2 separate regions of the Oryctolagus cuniculus genome follow, and region 2 is linked to region 1. A link is a contact called in public Micro-C data. All regions are on one chromosome and are shown on one strand. Each heading gives the region's core, a stretch centred on a gene start, on an enhancer-like site or on the middle of the called end of the contact. The rest is flanking DNA. Distances are from core to core; before and after follow the strand shown. Region 1 has its middle 18 kb from the start of EXTL3. Region 2 holds the start of ZNF395 (zinc finger protein 395).

Region 1 (2,508 bases), core at 4-2,503:
CGTGGAGTTCTGGGCTCCTGATTTCAGCCTGGCTCAGCCCTGGCTCTTGTGGGCATTTGGGGAGTGACTAGAGGATGGAAGATTCTGTGTGTGTGTGTGTGTGTGTGCATGTATGTGTATGTATGTGTGAGACATGCTGTCTTTCAAATAAATAGCATTAAATGAACTATTTTTAAAGTACAAAAATACATTCTAAAAATATAAAATTACAGTAACCTATGGATTACCACAAATTCCAAAACAGAGACGAGCCTTGCTCCTTGGGGCCGAGCCAGGGCGGCATCCGCCAGGGCTGCGTGAGCATATGATGTGGGGAAAGCTAGGAAACACGCCGACAGCACCAGCACGGCAGACGGAGGTGCGCGCACACCTTGTGAGCAGAAGTGATGGGAGCCTGCTCTTTGCAGTTTTAACTGCGGGGACAGAAGGCGTGCGTGCGTGCGTGTGTGTGTGTGTGTGTGAGTGAACAGGTGTGTGTGTGTGCGCGCGCCCTGAGGGAAAATGGCGGACGAAGCAGTTTCTGACAGTTTTCCTTGATCGCTCGCTTCACGCCCTGCCTCACCGTTAAGGAAAACTCTGACAGCACCAGCAGCCAGGGCCCAGCTTCACCGCGGGCACACGCCTCAGCACCTGTTCCGCCTCTGTCCGCGCGCATCAACCTCATCCACCTCCCTCGCCGCCTTCTCCTTCCTCTTCCTCTTCCTCTTCCTCTTCTCTGCCCCCCACCCTCCAGAAACCCCTTCTCTTCCCTCATTTCTTCCTTCTAGGGTGTGGGAGACAGACCGCCAACCATTATTTTTACAGCATCCTGAATTATTTCACTGTAAAAAGCGGATTTTGTTTTACAAAACACATTTCGCATTAATTTAGGCTCACAAGTACATTATTACATGGAAATTTGATTTTTCGGCTATATAGCTGTCACTCTGAAAGTTACAAAGACAAAAGACGCAAAGCCTGCTGGAATTGCCCTATGTGGAGGCTTGCTGTTTTCTCCTCAGGAAAACAATTGACAGTAGCATGTTATTAAGAACGGAAAAGATTTATGCCAAGCGAAAGTCACATAAAATCCCTAAATGACCTCCATTTATAGACACAGTAACTTCCAAAGTGCTTAGAGATAGAACGCCGCTGCGGGCAATGTGGTTCCTTCACTCTTTACGACCCACAGAGAGGGGCTGTCTGCGGTGGGGAAGAGGCCTCCCTGGGGCAGGTGGGCGGAGGAAGGAGGGCTGCCAGGCAGAGGCGGGGTGGGGGGAGCCCAGGCTAACGTAGTTGCCCTGGGAGACTGGCGATTTGCCAGTCTTTGGCGGTTGGTTTGGAAGGGAAGGTCAAGCGCTGTCCTGTGCAGAGCACCCGCTGGTGGCAGCTCATCCTCTCTTGTCCTGAAGGAGTCCCTCTCGAGCCTTGCACACCAGCCCAGCAAAGCAAAAGCCTGCATAAACCAGACCTCCCCGTGCCAGGCTCCAGGCTGGTCCAGCTGCCCCACCCCACTCACGGGCTCACCAGCCATTTCTCACAGCTAAGGACTCCACCTTCCCCAAGAGAAATGCCGGAAATGGTACGGTCTCCACCCCATTGCATTTCCAGTAAGGGCTTGGCAGTTCTGTTCTGAGAGGTTTTTCTGGGCACTTGCTGTTGGCCCAGGTTGTAAATCAGCTCTACTGGGAGTTATTGCTGGAGCATTTGCAAAATCTACAGCAAGAATATGGAGAAAATACAGTCCTTTCACCTGCTTCTCAGCTTCCAAGTCTTCAGCATTTGGCTAAGCATAGAGTTGTGATGAGGCTAAATGAGATACGATAACTCATGTAGTAGGTGTTCCGGAAATGCAAGTTCCATTCAACTCCTCTCCATTCCTTACCCTTAATAAGGCTGATCTCAAACACACTGGTTGAGACATCACTCGGGGGTGCCTGCATCTTGCATTAGAGTGCCTAGGTTTGAAGCCTGGCTCTGTTCCCAGTTCCAGCTTCCTGCTAGTGTGCACCGTAGGAGGCAGCAGGTGATGGCTCAACTAATTGGGTATTTGCTACCCACATGAGAGACCCAGATTGAATTCCTGGCCCTGGCTTCTGCCTGGCCCAACCAGAACAGTTGCAGGCATTTGGAGAGTGAACCAGCAGAGGTAAAAATCTCTGTCTTTCACAAACATAAATTTTAATTTAAACATTTTAGAAATATTTTGTATAAAAGGTTGAGGTGATAAGTTTATTTCCTCCAGATTTGCTTGACCAGGGATTAAAATACACTGCCCTGACATGGGCTGTGCCAACTTAGTTCCAGCCTGGTGGTCTCTCCATGACTCAGGACAGAGGAACACTTTGATATGGTGTACAGCAAAATATGGATTTTTCATTTCATGTGATATTGAAATACAAATATTTCAGTTTTTTGAGAAGTAATAAATATAAAGTGATGTTTCAGATTACAGATTTGGAGCCAGGTTGAAAGATACAAATCCCAGCTGTAGCTTAGCTGTGTAACTTTGAGAAAGTTACTTAATCA
Region 2 (2,508 bases), core at 6-2,505, 220 kb after region 1:
CCATAGAACCTGCCCCCACAGAGTAGACTTTTTATTCTAACAAGGTCTGTGTTATCATTTATTTTCTTTTAAATTGGCTTTTGGACTTGCATCTAGAAACTTGTCATGAAACATCTGTTCATAGCCATTTTAGTCTAGATTTCTTATAGTTTCACATTTTGAATATAAGTATATGGGCCATTTTGAATGAATTCTTGTATAAGTTATAAGGTGTGTGTCTGTGTTTACTTTTTTCCATGTGGTTTCCAACTGTCCCATCACTAATTGTGGAACAGACATTCCTTTCTCCATTGAGTTGCCTTTGCTCTTTTGACCATCAGTTGACTGCAATTTGGCCTATTTGGGGCTGTCAGTTCATCTCCATTTATCCATCTCTCTGTCTTCTCACTACCATTTCCTTAATTGCTGGTGGTCCAGGTTAACTGTTGGGATCCAAGGATCCAGATGTGCTAGTTCTTCATGGTTGGACTTCTTCAGGAAAAAATGTTATCTGTTCTAGAATTTGAAATGGTTTTCTAGGAATTTGGAGTTTCACTGAATTTCTATGTCAAATTTGAGAGAATTTTCATCTTAATAACATTGAGTCTGCCAGTCCTGAATAATATATATCTGCCTTGATTTATATTTCGTTTGATTTCTTTCAACAGTGCTTCAAGGTTTTCCAAATACATATCTATACTCTGGTTTTAGGCAAAACAATTGTTAACGGTATTGCTTTTTAAATTTTTCATATTCTAGTTTTCAAATTTCAATTCCTCTTAAAGATTATTACTGATCAAATGACTTTGTCTACTGGCCATGTACTTTTTTTTTTTTTCTGACAGGCAGAGTGGACAGTGAGAGGGAGAGACAGAGAGGAAGGTCTTCCTTTTGCCGTTGGTTCACCCTCCAATGGCCGCCACGGTCGGCGCACCGCGCTGATCCGAAGGCAGGAGCCAGGTGCTTCTCCCGGTCTCCCCTGGGGTGCGGGGCCCGAGCACTTGCTGGCCATGTACTTTAATTCATGTTATTTCCATCCATTCCGAACAACGCACGGGGTAGTGGGTGAGATCTCTCTCTGAATCTCCCTCCAGTCAGGGCTTGGAATAGTAACAGTGAATTTCAGGATCACCAGAACTGCCGCAAGGGGGCGCCCGGCCACTGCGCAGACGGCGCTCGGCGCTCCGGCGCTGCGCCCCGCGGCCGCCAGGGGGCGTCCAGCCCGCCCTCTCGGACCCGGGAGGGACGCGCCATCGTTGCGTGGGCGGTTGTTTCCTCTCGCACTACGCGGGCCAGAACTTAGTCGTCCTCGGGACTAGCCCCCGGGGCGGGGGAGATGCCTCTGCCTAGGGAAGCGTGGGAACTGAGCCCACGGCGGGAACCGGAGCTTCGTTCTCCTCAGGACCGAGCCGGGGAGACGCCATCGTGGCTCCGGTGGGCTGGGGCTGAGGGAAAGATGAGGGAAGAGGCGAGGGGAAGGCGAGGCAGAGCGAGAGGCCGGGAAGGCGGGGAGAGGCGAAGCCGCGGTGAGGAAGGCGGCGTAGGGAACGGGGAGCGGAGGCGGGAGGCTGAGGCGCTCCTCGCGCGTCGCCGCCCCCTGGTCTCCCCGCCGGCCGCAGGCTGTCCCGCGGGCTGCCCGGGGAGGGGAGGGAGCAGCGCCGAGAGGCCGCCGCGGGGCCGGGGGCGGGAAGGGACCGGTGTGCGCCCCGTTGCCTGCTCATCCTCGGTACGGCGTGGGGTGCTGAGGCGGCCGTGCGTCCGCGCGCGCCGCTCTGTTGGAAGTGTAAATAAAAGTCTGCGCAAAATGAACTTGATCTGAGTCCAAGGACGACGCGCGGCCCGGCGGGGAAACCTGGCTCCGGCTCCTCGGCGGGGCCAGCTGCGGGCTGTTGCCGGCTGAAGCCTGGTCGACAGTGCACCTGGCGGGGCTCGCTGGCTGCCCCGGTTCTGGGTGGCTCCGTGGGGGTCCGTGGTGACCCCACCCCACCCCCAACACACCGCCCGCTGACGGGCTGTTAGTGATGTCTGAGGTTGGTTTTATTTTTAAAAAACTTACTTGGGGGCCGGCGCTGTGGCTTCGCGGGTAAAGCCGCTGCGGGCAGTGCCGGCATCCTATATGGGCGCCACCGGTTCGAGTCCCGGCTGCTCCACTTCCAATCTAGCTCTCTGCTGTGGCCTGGGAAAGCAGTAGAAGATGGCCCAGGTCCTTGGGCCTCTGCAGCCACATGGGAAAACCAGAGGAAACTCCTGCAGGATCAGAAACGTGGAGTAGCCAAGATTTGATCCCGGGCACTGTGGTACAGGGTGCCACCTTCGGGCTGTGCCATAACGCAGAACCCTGAGGGTGGGTTTTTAAATATTTTTTAAAATGCAGTTGAATACTTCCAAGTTAGTTTTTGGTTTATGTCATGCTGATGGCAAGCATACAGTTTTGCTGTTCAGAAAGTTTAATTGCCAGCATGTTTTTAATGGGGCGTAAGTTCATGTGTGTCTTATAATCATATCAGATGAAATGTGCAACTCTATTTA

The links. Hi-C and Micro-C count contacts between places; a contact is called where the count stands out from the background.
Region 2: a Micro-C map of ear pinna shows a contact between it and region 1, with 4 times the contacts expected there. The contact joins the promoter of ZNF395 here to the enhancer-like site in region 1. A contact is called at or near these places in 2 of 6 Hi-C or Micro-C datasets (ear pinna and an unstated tissue).

What each region holds. Positions count from the first base shown.
Region 1 is chr2:45,530,703-45,533,210 of mOryCun1.1, forward strand. No RefSeq gene overlaps it. Among named protein-coding and RNA genes, the nearest start is that of EXTL3, 18 kb to the left of the region's middle. Within about 2 kb of position 1,254, at least 1 of the 8 cell types and tissues checked has an H3K27ac peak or open chromatin away from gene starts, as enhancers often do. A contact at or near this core is called in ear pinna, where this site is marked.
Region 2 is chr2:45,748,365-45,750,872 of mOryCun1.1, forward strand. ZNF395 (zinc finger protein 395) reads left to right here and starts at 1,256. Exons shown (of 11, transcript XM_051831753.2): 1 at 1,256-1,413.